Linked DNA regions of Gossypium hirsutum: region 2 is linked to region 1. The links are chromatin contacts, called in public Hi-C maps. All regions are on one chromosome and are shown on one strand. The core of a region is the stretch at or near the end of the contact, and the rest is flanking DNA. Distances in the headings are between cores, read along the strand shown. Region 1 holds the start of LOC107887274. Region 2 holds the start of LOC107887273 (2-isopropylmalate synthase 2, chloroplastic).

Region 1 (7,196 bases), core at 3,013-5,512:
GAACAAGGTAGTAGGGTTGTGACACATGGGAAACGTAAAGGGGAATGAGAGTTCTTTAGTGAAGTGGGTTTTCTTTCTACGACACTACTAGTAAAAAAGCAAAATGTGCTAGAGAAGAAGTTGACAACTTTATGATGGACAGTTTGACAAAAATGCCTTGGAGCAAGTTTTAGCTCTAACTAATGAAGGATTGACAGCTACCAATAAGCAAGCCGACCAGGCACAGTGAAACTCTTATGTTGGAATGTTCATGGTTTGGGAAGACCACAGACAGTGTGCCACATTCGACATTCACTGAGGCTTTATAAGCCAAAAATGTTCTTTATGGAGACAAAATTATATTCTTGTATAATGGAAATAGTTAGGAAACGATATGGCTTTTTGCATAGATTTGAGATTGGGGCTAATGGTAGTAAAGGTAGCCTCTGTCTGACATGGAAAGATGATCTACAAGTATGTTTAAAGAAGCTCTCTAATAATTTTATTGACGTGACGATTAAACGGAGCGAGGAAGATGACGAGTGGCACTTCATAGGCTTTTATGGTTCTTCTTTGGCAAAAAGTAGACAAGAATCATGGAACGTTTTCAGATATTTAGGAGCTAATTGTAATCTCCCATGGCTCGTGTGCGGGGACTTTAACAAGATTCTCTATGCTTCTAAAAAAAAATGAGGCTACCAAGGGAAGAAAGGAGAATGAAAGATTTCTGAGATGCCTTAATGGACTATGGCTTGTTTGACATAGGTTTTTCGGGCCCTTCGTTTACATAGGAGAGAAGGAATTTATTAGAAACAAACATCAGAAAACGGTTGGATAGGGGGTCACAAACAAAAAGTGGTTTACTCAATTCCTTAGTGCTTTTATTGTCATTTGCCCTACTCTTTCTCAAATCATTGCCCACTATTGATCTAAACATACCGTGGAGGAGGAGATAAAAAACAACGCAAGTTTCAATTTGAAGCTTGGTAGATTGTAGAAGACTCCTTTGAAGCTGAAGTTAAGAAAATATAAGATTCGAATAGGGGGACCTTCTTTCCAAACTAGAAAGTACTAGAGTTAGTTTACTTAAGTGGGTTCGGCAAAGAAAGGAGAAAAGGAATGGTTTGAAGGAGACTTTGATAAAATATAGACGATACAAATCTTCAAGCATTTATTGATACAAAACTCCTTTTTTAATTAGGATATTGATAATGAAGAACGTTTTTGGAAACAAAGAGCAAGAGTAAACTGGCTAAAAGGCTAGTGACAAAAATACCAAATTTTTTCACAAATGCGCAAAGGAAGAATTCAAATAGGATCTCGTTTTTGGACTATGTGGGTGGTAGAATTACCTTAGATCATAATGAAATGGAAAACATTGAGACGAGCTATTTTGTTGAGCTTTTTGTGACGAATGGGAGGTAATGGGATGAGCCATACTCTATCCGGAGTTGATAGGTGCATCATTAAATAGGCCAATACTGAGCTAACTACTTCCTACATAGAGGAGGAAGTCTTTGGGGCATTAAAAGGTATGGCCCCTATGAAGGCACCAGGTATAGATGGTTTCTCATCAATTTCTTTCAAAAATATTAGTACATTATGGGCAAGGAGGTTTGTTGTTTTGGTTTGGGAGTATTAAATAATAGCATGAATATGGGGTTTATAAATGTCACTAATATAATTCTTATCCCTAAAATTCACAATCCTACAAAAATGTGAAATTTTAGACCAATTAGGCTTTACACTGTTATCTATAAAATCATAGCCAAAATGGTTGCAAACAGATTTCAAAAAGTATTATAAGTCTATATTGACAAGTCCTAAACTGCTTTTGCTCCTGATCGATTAATATCTGATAGTGTTTTATTGGCATATGAATTATTGCATACTTTTAGCCAGGAGTAAAAAGGTAGAAAGGGTTTACTTGCGCTCAAACTAGACATGAGTAAAGCCTACGACAAGATAGAGTGAAATTTTCTACGAGTAATGATGGAAAAAATAGGTTTTTCTCAAGCTTGGGTTGACATTGTGATGAAGTCTATTTCCACTGTCTCTTATTCGATAAGCTTAAATGAAAGAATTAGGACACATTTCTAGCCTTTGTGAGGACTTCGACAAGGGGAACCTTTTAGCCCTTTTTTCTTTCTCATTTGTAGTAAGGGTCTCCCTTCTTTAACGAGGTTGGCTGTTCATGAAAGTCTTCTAAAGAGGGTAAAAGCTAGTTGAAAAGGTCCATTAACATCTCACTTATTCTTTGTCGATGATTGTATTCTATTTGAGGAGACTACTGTGGGAGGCGATAAAATTTTGAAGTAAATTTTAAAAGAATATAAGACCCATTCGGGTCAATGTCTGAATTTTGACAAATCCACAATCTTTTTTAGATCAAATACAATTGATTCGGTGAGAACACAAATCTCCATCGAATTGGGTGTAAGGTGTTCTACTAACCTCAAGAAATACCTGGGTCTCCCAAATATAGTGAGTAGAAGGAAGAATGTCTCTTTTTAATATTTAAAAGACCGTATGAAACAAAAGGTTGATAATTGGAGTTCTCGTTTCTTGTCTCAAGGCGGCAAGGAAGTGTTTATTAAAGCAGTGTTACAAGCAATACCTACTTATGCTATAGGTTATTTTCTTTTGCCAAAATCCTTGTGTAAAGAGATGGAAAGCATCGTGCCTCAATTTTGGTGGCAAAAGACTCATGTGAAACAAGGCTTACATTGGTGTGGATTGGGTTCTATGTGTGAATTAAAAGAAAATGATGGCATTGGCTGTAGGAGTTTTGCGAAATTTAATATTACCCTTCTTGCAAAACAAGGGTGGCATCTTATGACTAATCCAAATTCTCTGTTGGCGCAGGTTTTGAAAGCGAAATATTATCCACATTCTAATTTTCTGAATTCATGTCTTAAAGTGAATGCTTCGTATGCGTGAAAAAAGCATCTAGGCAATAAAAAAGGTACTTTAGGATGGTTCTGGTTGGAGGGTGGGTACGAGTGAAGCGATCCCTATTTTTAATGCTGCATGGATACTATGCTCTTTTAATTTTCAATTATGTGGTACAGTTAGTAATTGTAATCTTGAATTTGTTTCTGAGCTTATTGATGATAATAGAGAATGGAAAAAGGATACTATTATTTCCATCTTTGATGAGGATGATGCATCAAGAATCCTTCAGATCCCGCTGGCACTTGAACCACAAGATGATACCCTGGTTTGGTGGAAGGAAGCATATGGTGAGTTCTACGTTCGCTGTGCTTACAAATTGTTAGAAATCAATAGTGCTTCTCAGTTTAAGGGAATAACAAGCTACATATAAAAGTTTCTATTGTAAACTATAGAACTTAAATTTGCCTTCCAATCTAAAAATTACTGTCTGGCGTATTTCCAAAAATTATATCCTTACCATGTCAAACTTACTCTTGAAGAAGCTGGTTCGAGACACTCTGTGTCCCATTTGTGGGGGAGGAGCAAAAACAATAGTCATGCCTTCTGCTTTTGTCTTGTTGCAAATAAAGTTTGGGAAATCTTAGGCCTCATTGATTTATTAAACCTACCTAGTTAGGGGTGGTTGGATTGCCTTACTGCAGTTTTTAATGTCTGTTGGCACATTCAACGAAGGATTGTTTGCTGCTCACTTTGGGCCATCTGGTTTGAAAGAAATAGGAGAGTTCATGACAAAGTGGTTAAATCAGGAAAGGAAATTACTAATTTTATCTCCAGGTATCTCTATGAATTGGACTGTTTAGAAGAGAAGAAAATTACCGTCCAGGGTGATAAAGTAAGCTGGAATCCTCCTCCTACCGATTTTATCAAAGTAAACTTTGATACGGCTTTTGTCATGGAACGATGTAGATTAGGTACAGGGCTGGTTGCTCGAAATAGAAAAGGTGTGGTAATAGTGTCTAAAACTTGCACGACAATGTGGGACCGGCTTTCACCGGGGAAGCCCTTGCATGCCTTGAGGCGCTTAAAATGGGGTTAGTTCTCAGATTAACAAAAGTAATCATCGAAGGAGACCCCTTGTCTGTTATTACGAAATGTAACTCAAGTCATACTGACAAATCAAAAGTTAGCTCGCACCTTCGTAATATCGAAGGCACTCTCGCCCGATTTCAAAGCATCATATTTATGCATGTTAAAAGATCTGGAAATGCTTTAGCAGACGCTCTAGGCACTGAATGTGTAAGGAAGGGAAAAGGCTTTTACCTGATCGGATCTGTCCCAGACTCCGCTGCAACAACTTTTTCCAATGATTGGCTCCGCGAGCCTGACTGACGAATGAAGGACTCTTGGTTTTTCCGGTTTCTTGGGTTACCGAAGCATCAGATCTAGACAGGGATGCTTCGACTGAATGATTGTCTTAATGCAGGGAGATAAGTTTGGCAGGCTTTTTTTGGGAGAAATGGAACCGTCGGTGCCGCTTAGAAAGATGATAAGAGTGGGACGGGCAATCTCTTTCCCTAAAGGAGTAGGCACGTTTTTCTTTAATTTTCTTTATAGTTTGTTTACTTTTTCAGTAGCTTCTTTATTATCTTTCTTTTTCAATACTTTTTCTTCCTTTTAGGATCAGATAACTTTTCTTTCTTTGAGCCTCTTTGTGCCTTTGCTCTTTTTAATTTTGGTTTTCATGTAAATTTTAGTTTTAAATTAATAAAGCCCAACCCTATTTTATCCAAAGAAAAGAAAATAAATCATATTTATTTATTTTATTTTTTAAAGAGGACAAATAATGTTATATATTTTGATATAATTATAGATGTGTTTTTCCTTTTTGATTGAGAATAATATTTAAGTGAATTTCTCATCATCAGGATTTAAACTTGACCACACTTTCTTTTAATCACCTATTGATTCGTAATTATATTTTTTGTTTAAATGTAACTGTAAGGAAAAATAAATTAAAAAATTTAAACCGGAGCTGATTGAATCGGAGAGGGGTAACCCGGCCCAAGAAAGCATGCTGCAATGACGGTTTTCGTCCACTATAACGTAACCCCGGAACTCTTTTCATTATTCTTTATTTATAATATTTTACTACCTAAATGATTAAATCCGAGGCCTCAGTTTCAGAACCATCATACTAAACTTCCTGTAAGAATAACAATCTCTCGTTTCCTTTTTCCTTTTTTAAATTTAATTTTTCTTTTAGTGAATTCAGTATCTGTTCTCTTTTGTCCTATTCCTTTTCGCCTTTTTGTTTAGTTCTGCGCAATTCTTTTTGGTGGTAGAAAAATAGTTTTATTTTTTCCTTTGTTAGGTTTAAGGATTTTTGGGGTTTTTTTTTTGTTCTTGTTCATCTTTTATGTTGGATATGATTTTATCATGTTTTAGGTTTTTTTTTTTTAAAAATAATTTTTGAAAGCCATTTGTTTTAAAATAAGCTCCCTGGAACACCCTTCTGCTCTTAAAAATTCCGTTCTCTTTTAGAAATTCAATTTTTTTTAAGATATGTTTTAAGAAAATGAAAAGAAAAATAGTAAATTTGCTATTCGCTAGTTTGTCTGAAAGTAAGTTTTTTTTTCTATGAATTTTAGGAACCCTTTTGATTCAACTCTCTTTAGGTTTCCCTAAGCGTTTTTATTTTAATATTTGTTAATTTTATTTGTAGAAAGAAATTTTTAATTGAACCTTTTTGCAGTTGAATGCAAATATATCATGTCCTACCCGCAAGGGGAGGATTTCTATTACATGGATGAAGATTTTGTACATGACATGGATGAAGACAACTACGGTCGAGCTGGTGGAGATGTGGATGCTGATGAATATGACATGGTTTGTTTTTCGTTTTGGTGATATTTATATATTCTATATATATTTGTTGTTAATTTTAGTTAATTTTATACTAAATGATGAAATTCATCACTTTCATGCTATAATTTGAGCAGCTGACCAAGGTGACCGATACGACTTCTGCGCAAGCGCGGAAGGGGAAAGACATTCAGGGGATTCCGTGGGAAAGACTGAACATAACTAGAGAAAAATATAGGTTGACAAGGCTTGAGCAGTATAAGAACTATGAGAATATGCCTTTTTCCGGTGAAGCTGTTGACAAGGTTTGTATCTTTTCCTACAATCCATAAATGAACTAGTTTGTAGTAAAGCGGATATCATATTAAGATATGTGTAAAATGTATTTGTTGTTTCAGGAATTTAAACATATACAGAAGGGTGGGAACTACTATGAATTCTTCCACAATACTAGATTAGTTAAACCTACGATCCTTCATTTTCAGGTTTGTTAGTCAGAAAATGTTTATATCTTTTGTTCTTGTTGTTATCCTAGTTACTTTGGACTCAAGTGCAATTGTCAAATTTGAATGTGTCTGATACTGATATGTTCATTTTTTTTCTACGTTCACTCATGTATTTGGAGAAACAGTGGAGGTTTAATCCCCATAGCCATGTCGGGTACAGGCTCTGGACATGTGTTTTTAAAGAAAAACAACAAATTGGAGCAACATAGGGTGTCATTTTATTTAATATGTTGATTTTGGTGTCAAAACATATTGTTCTTGAATTTCTTTTTGTCCTTTCAGAAATGATTTAGCTTTAATGTATTTAATCATTCAAAAGATTACCTTTGTCATCACTTCTCTAGGGCAGTTGTGTGCATGGACAATTATAAAGGAACTTGATTTTCTTCTTTGGTATTGAATATGTTATTCAGTAGTGTTATTTATCGGTTATAGATTTGATTGGTTATATTTATGCTTTTGAACCTGCAACTTTGTGTGCATCTGCATTTGCACATAAGTTGCTGTTTGTTTCATTAAGTTCTACTTCCCTTTCTTTCCTTTAGTACTCATTACTTTTGTCTTTGTACATGGCAATATTTGTGTAGTAAGATTAAGAATACCTAAAGTAGGTCCTATATTTGGCTTAGAAGTTTTATTATGTACAGTGTTCTTGACTTAATTAACCTGTTGTGGAATGAATTTTACAGCTCAGAAACTTGGTTTGGGCTACTTCAAAGCATGATGTTTACCTTATGTCCAATTATTCGGTTATGCATTGGTCATCATTGTCATGTAATCTGTCTGAGATCCTTAATTTTGCTGGGCATGTGGCACCTACCGAGGTATTACAATTGCACTTAGTTAGCCTTAGTGCTTATAATTTCTTTACAAATATTAACGTTGTCAATGATAGATGGTTATTGTAGTAATTTGGGTTTATTTTATCTGCTAATTTCTCTTAATTTTCCTTGT
Region 2 (7,196 bases), core at 2,791-5,290, 150 kb after region 1:
ATGCAATGCATGTGAGGAAGAAATCTAGTAAACATAAAAGAAAAAGGACACTTTCAAGCTTTTGATCATTCCAGTTATTCTAAGATAAATCTTTTCACAATAAAAGCTAAGGCAAAGCAAGGAGGAAAACACCCAGAAAGAGATAAACCAAGGAAAAACAAAGTAAGAAGGAAAGCTGAAATAAACCTAAAATTGACTAGAGTGCCAATCGATGAAGTCTCAAAGAATGGAATGGAAGAGGATTGGGAGCAAGAAGTTAGGGTTTCAAAATTGGGGGTGGGTTTTTCTTGATAGGGAACAAAAAACTGAATTGAAAAGTGGGAAGACAAAGCTAAAATTAAAATCATAACTTCAACTCAAAACGACGTTGTTTTGCTAAATAGGTTTTTCGGATATTCGAGTTGTAAAATTCAACTCAATTTGAACTCAAAAAATTGAATAACTAACTCGGGTAGACTCAAAACCAAACAACTTGATTTGAACAACTTGAAATCTGAAAAAGAAAATCATTTTTTTCGAGTCAAATAGTGTTTTGCTCAACCCTACATGCTGCAACTTATGTTAAATCTTCAACTAGATTATTGTGACGATGTATCCATCATTGAAAAGCAGCAGAAAACCATTTATAGCTCTTTCTACACTACACATATTTCACCATCTACGTCCCTTCAAACTCTATTTAAAACATATTAAAAAGAAAAAGATATGAAGGAAAATATGTTGAAAAATATGAAATACCCACCTGAGTTTTCCAAGGACAATGCCAGCTTCATTGGACCGCTCAAGTCCAATATCTTCAGGGGATATAATTTCATATGTACCTTTGTGCTTTAGCATTCCATCCTACAAAACAGAAAGCATTTTAGAATATATATCTTATTATTTGTATTACTTTTGTAAGTATATATAAACCAAAACAAAGAAAAAGTGACTTTGTTGTTTAGACCTTTCAGTAATTCGCATCCTTAACCAAACAGCATGACAATAACAGATTGTATTAACTAGACACAGCTAATCAGGGATAAAGAGTAGAAGAGTTTGGTTGAGTTGGCTCTTAACTATACCCACAAAATGATAAAATCACAATGCATACTAGTTAATTCAATCATTTTTCAAATATGATAATAAATACACTTCAACCATCTAACAAGGAAATTAGCAATAAAACAAACTCTATAACTAGACAGAAATTGTTTGGAGGTTCACAAATATATACAATCAAACACTGAAAAACCAACCTGGTGAATACCACTTTCATGAGCGAAAGCATTGGCTCCAACAATGGCTTTATGCGGCTGAACATGTAACCCTGTGTATTCTTCTACCTAAACAACCATTTTAAGTCAATAACAGACCTTGGAGCTAATTCAGTCAAGAGTGAGAAACAATCCAGCTGTAACTGAAGTTGATGAAAGAATACCATTTTGCTTGCCATTACAATGTGTCGGGTATTGATTCCTGTATGAAGACCTCCTAATACATGCTCACCACGACATTTTAAGGCCATCACGACCTACACAAGAAAAAGTGAAAGCTCAATGATTCAAAACCGTAAAACAAGCTATAGGCCATACGATATTACAAGAACTGCTGACAGAGGTGCAAAAGTTCAATTACAAAAAAAATTAATAGCTCTTAACACAACTGAACGCTAGAAAGAGCAACTGACATTGCTGATTTATCTAACATTATCAATATATATAATATCAAGGATACAACTTTTTTCATCCTGTGAAGCATGTACACTCTGTGCAGGGGTGTGTCTTTAACACACACCTAACATGGATACAACTTCAACACCACAGAATGCATCTCAGGGACACAAGGACCCATTAAAAAAAATCGAACACAATAAAAACATGGTTAAAACAATTGGATACAATAAAAAGGTAAAAACTGCAATGAATTTTCCCATCTACTTCTACATAACACAAAATCCAAACATATAAATCATTCTGATATTGCAAGAAGCAAAACCTCACCTCCTCCATTGAAGCATTTCCTGCTCTTTCTCCAATGCCATTGATTGTTACTTCCACTTGCCTTGCACCAGCACAAGCTCCCTGAATCCATAACAGCTAAGAAGTAATGCAACCAAAGTACATCTCAATCTCACTATGCATCAATTAACAATGTAAAGCAGTGGCCTACCGCAATAGTGTTGGCAGTAGAAAGCCCGAGATCATTTTGGCAGTGTGTTGAAATAATAACATTCTCAATTCCAGGGGTATTGGCTTTTATATCAGCAATCAATTGCCCAAACTCGCTCGGCATAGTTATGCCAACAGTATCAGGTATGTTCAGAGTTGTCGCTCCAGCCTTGATCACTTCACCCAAAATCTCATACAGAAACTCTCGGTCAGATCTGGTACAATCAAACGAAACAAGACTATCATTTCGAAGAAATAACAAAAGCCCTTTTACATTTACTTATTTTATTCCAAAAGCAGATTCATACACTACTGCAACTGCAAAATAGCTATCATTTAAAGCCCCTGAAATTATTAGTCCACCCCATGCAAAAACAAGCATGCACCTGTTGCAGCAATATTTGATAAAGCCTAAGGGTTTAACCAAAGCAAACTCAAGCTGTCAAAAGCTCAAGCTCAACTAGAAACTGAGGCTCTAAACTCAGCTTGATTAGGCTCATTTAGTTAGTAAAAGGATGAGGTTGATTAACATGCTTGACTTAAAAGCTCAACTATTTCTAGTGGAACTCTAGCTCGAATTCAAATTGAAAATTCTCAATATTAATTAAACAATATATATACACTAATATAGCTTGACAAGGCTCTCGAGCTACTTAATACTTAAGTTTGACTCTCTCGAGATGCTTGAGCTCGATTACACAATAACCAAGCCAAATTCAAGGTTTTTTTTTTTTTCTTTTTTCAAGCCGAACCCAATCAACTTGCAAGCATAAGTACACCACTAACCAAAGCCCATATCTTTCGCAAAAATGGCTTGGCTTGAATTGAATAAAACCTCAAACCATAATTTATCCATATATAAACTTCAATTCCTCTTTTTTGATTCTACCATTTAATCTGATCTAATCTAAACCAAGCAAAACTATTCTCGAATTCTTCATAACAGGTAATAATAGAATATGATCTTATCTCAGAACAATCCCTGTCAAGAAACTGCCATAAAGAAGAGAAAAACGAGATAAGAATTCAACCTGCCGGCGTCTTCAGGGCTAAACTCGACATCATTGCAACCTAAACTCCTAGCAAATCGAACCATATTCCTAGCAATATCCAAAACCTCCTCCTTACTCTTCCTTAACTTATACTCCAAATGAATTGCACTCGTTGCGATAAAAGTATGGATTCTAGGTCTTTTCGCATACTTAACCGCCTCCCAAGCTGTCTTAATGTCCTTCTCATTACACCTTGAAAGTCCACAAATAACAGGCACATATCCATTCCCATCCACCGCATTTCCAACTTCTTTAGCGATAGTCTTAACAGCTTCGAAATCGTCTTTCGAGGCGGCCGGAAACCCAGCTTCGATAATATCGACGCCGAGCTTAGCTAATTGGCGAGCAATGTCTAGTTTTTCCTTGGAAGTCAAGGTGGCGCCGGGGGATTGTTCGCCGTCGCGGAGGGTGGTGTCGAAGACACGGACATAGTTGGGATCGGGGATGTGGTTGGGAATGTAAGGGGGGCGGCGCTGGGAGGAGGGAGGGTTAGGGTTCAAAGAAGAGGAAATGGGGAGGGATTTGGGGCATGATTTGGAAGGAAATGAAGGTAAAGTGATGGAAGAAGGGAAAGGAAGGAAAGTAGAGCGAAGGAAAAGGGAGGGTTTGAGGGAGGGAGAAGGGAAAGGGTATAACTTGGAGGACGTTATGATAGCGGAAGCCATGGATGTAAAGTGTAAGAGCCGCCGGACCAATAAATGTGAATGTTGCAGATTTTGGGGTTTGAGGTTTTATGCGTCTGGTATTGGGGAGAAGGCAATGCTAAAACTACCGTACCGGTCCTTATACTATATCTAACATTATATTTTGATCCATTTCCATTAGATGAAAAAGCGAAAATGATTTTTCCTTAAGGCTTAGGTGCAATTTTATATTGATGAGGTGTATTAATAAATTGAAAATAATTCCAACTTGGAATTAAAGAATCAAAGAATAATTCTCTAACCTTAACCCCTATAATGAAAAATTCTTGAATTAAAGAATCAAACCTCAAACTAAAAAGAATCAAACTTATTATTTAGTTGTTTACCTTGGCTTTTTTTTCCAATATATTAGTGATTTAATTAGCAGAGGTGTTGGATTAATTAGCGAAATAGATGAATTTGAAGTTGGTACCTCTAAGGATCCCAAAGGTGTCGACTTCACTGTTTCATGTTCTTTTAATTTTTTTCTTCCACGAAGCAGCAGCAACAGGCCCGTGAAAAGGTGTAGGAAAGAAAATAAATGCAAAACCGTGGCAGCTTTCATACATGAAAAAATGAAGGAAAGAAAAGAAAAGAGGAAAATGTAGTGATGCAGTATTTTGTTTGCCTGTAGCAGTTGAAAGAAATAATAAACATGTAAACAAGCATGCATGAAAAAAGCAAAAAAAGACAACTGCGTGACCTTCCCAGCCGCACAAGGCAAACTGAGAACGATCCTCTGTGGTCGAGGTGAACCAGCAAGGGCTTCATCAGACTAGTAATCACGCTCAGATCACACATTCGTATTTCATCAACTAGACTTGGAATCCTGTCCCCTTTGAACTTAAGGATACAGAGGTACGAGCCTATAGAACAGATCATGTTCAAGTATTCCAAATCTTGAACGCTTTGAATATGGAAGACTTCGGAATTACTGTACTCAAAAGGACTCAGCGCATCATGAGGGCGGAATGGATATGGAGAATCAAGCATATTCCTAGAAGTCAAAACTTCGCTGCAGATTGTCTTACTAAACTTAGATTAAGTTGAAAATCTAGTCTATAAATCCTCAACGAGACCCTTAAGGAAGTTGTTTTTTTAGAGAAAAATAAAATCACTCGTTAGCTTATGTAATTGATGCTATTCATCTTTTTATTCACAAAAAAAAAAGCAAAAAAAGTATACTAGCATCCAGAAGTAAAGAAATTATTGAAAGATGCAAAGGTAAATAATTGAGGCAAGTATGTAGGGGTTAATTATTATTTTTTAATAATAGTTTCAAATATTATGCAATTTAGCCTTTTTAGTTTTATGCATCTAAATGAGCAATCACTTTTCTCTTATTTTCTATCAAAATTCTTTCAATTTCTCCCAACATCTTTTTCTTCTCCCATTTTCTCTCTACATATTTTTCTTCTCTCATTTTCTTTCTAACACAATATATTTGAAACAAATTCTCTACAATTCCATGCTAACAAGTATGTTATTATTTTTTTAAAAAATTTAGCTGATAAATGTGGAATTTAGAGATTAATTGAATGTTTATTGGTATATTTAATATTTTTATTATTTTAGATGTTAGTATCTTACGAGACCTGTCCATGGGTTAGGTGACCCAGCTCAGCCAGAAGGCTTACTCGAAAAGTGGGAGGATTTGAGTAAAAAGACATGCCCAAAAATGGGTTTGGGCAAAAAATAATATCCGTTTAGAAAATATGTTGGGCCTTAGGTAAGGCTTTTTTTGTCTGAGCTCAGCCTGGCCCGACTCAAATATGAAAAAAAACCTAGCTATTTTTTATTATTTTCTTGTTATTTTTCACTATTTTACTATCATTTCACAATTATGTTGCTACTATTTTGTTATTATTATTTGGATATTGTACAACTCTTGTTTTATTGTTAATTTTGTTACTATTTTTCACATTTGCTTGTTAAGTTAATATACATATTTTTTTAATTTATTTTCAATTTGTTGTGAAATATTTATTTTAATTTTTTAGTATTTTTGATATTTTATATTTTAAAAAAAGATTATATAAAAAATTAATATGGGTGGGCCGGCCTATTTTTTGGGTCAGGTCCGGGCCTAAATTTGTTTTGGGCTCGGCCCATGGACACCTCTATATCTTACTAGATTGTTGTATTTTAGTATATTATTTGCGTAGATGTTGATATATTGATAATTATTATTGTTAAATTGTTTAAAATTTGAGTTTATTTTTTATACTAAAAGGAAAATATTAGTATATTGACATACTAATAATTTATTATTAGTTATATTGTTTGATTGAAGGTTGATATATTGATATATTTTATTAATTGTTTGTAGAATAGTGGTTTATTGCATGTTTAAATGTTAAGATACTTTTAAGTTTTTGTACATTTTGTAATTTTCTTTTTATAGTTAATATTACTTTCGAGATCATTGTTAATTTCAATAGTAGTATATTGGTATATTGATATTTATATATAATATTTTTAATTGTTTGAAAAATATATTGTTTATTACTAGTTTAAATATTATTATTTTTATGTATTTTTTTCTTTGTTTTAAATTTATAGAGAGGTTTTTTTTTATTAAGTATCTGAAAAAATATTTGTATTTTAATTATAAATTTTGTTATAGATTTATGTTTATGGAATTGTAGATTAATATATATTTATATATATTGTCATAGTCTACTATAAGTTAAATGCTAGTACTATAAGTTAAATGCTAGTATATTAATATATTATTTAAATGCTATTATTGTTAGAACTGTAAAATTCTAATATAAACTTAGAACAGTAAATTAGGATCTATCATTTCAAATCATCAAGAACAAATCAAGAACAAGACTAGATGCGAAAGTGTACCCGAATCCATCGAAATCTTGAGATCTTGAAATCTAGTGGTTTGATCTTTCTAATTAACACATAAGTATTTTTGGGAAAGTAACTCTCTCTTTTCTGAAGATAAAATGTCAAAAAAAGTTACATATGTGTAATTTGGGGGCCATTACTGATTTGTCACGATTTATCATGTTATTCGATTATTTTAGCATGTTCAATAGTAAAATTAAGTCATCTTAATGATAAATTATGTTTTTAGAGTTTAAGTAGTAAAAGTTCAAGTTTTAGTAGTTTTAATGGTTTTTATCAACCAATTAGGCCAACTTAAGCCTAATGAAGTTCTAACCAGTTGATGTAGCGGTACAGGAAATGACTTGAACCAATCAACAAGGGAGTTAGGGGACTATTTATAATGTTGCGACATGTAGACCATGAAGTCGTGACATTAAAGCTGCACAAACACTTAGAAGATTTTTTTA

What was found. A called contact is a pair of places that touch in the nucleus more often than the background predicts.
Region 2: a contact with region 1 is called in a Hi-C map of leaf, with 3 times the contacts expected there. The contact joins the promoter of LOC107887273 here to the promoter of LOC107887274 in region 1. A contact is called at or near these places in 6 of 34 Hi-C or Micro-C datasets (anther, callus, hypocotyl and 1 more).

The regions. Positions count from the first base shown.
Region 1 is chrA03:51,292,059-51,299,254 of Gossypium_hirsutum_v2.1, forward strand. It overlaps LOC107887274, which reads left to right and starts at 4,263. Exons shown (of 10, transcript XM_041095961.1): 1 at 4,263-4,460; 2 at 5,627-5,760; 3 at 5,874-6,041; 4 at 6,135-6,221; 5 at 6,932-7,066. The coding sequence starts at 4,340. It overlaps LOC107887275 (a long non-coding RNA gene), which reads right to left and starts at 4,394. Exons shown (of 4, transcript XR_001681101.2): 1 at 4,195-4,394; 2 at 3,751-4,012; 3 at 3,392-3,633; 4 at 1-3,196.
Region 2 is chrA03:51,445,305-51,452,500 of Gossypium_hirsutum_v2.1, forward strand. LOC107887273 (2-isopropylmalate synthase 2, chloroplastic) reads right to left here and starts at 4,041. Exons shown (of 12, transcript XM_016811463.2): 1 at 3,182-4,041; 2 at 2,152-2,365; 3 at 1,983-2,063; 4 at 1,421-1,513; 5 at 1,239-1,325; 6 at 743-843. The coding sequence starts at 3,867. It overlaps LOC121225495 (small nucleolar RNA U3), which reads right to left and starts at 4,787; the gene lies at 4,570-4,787.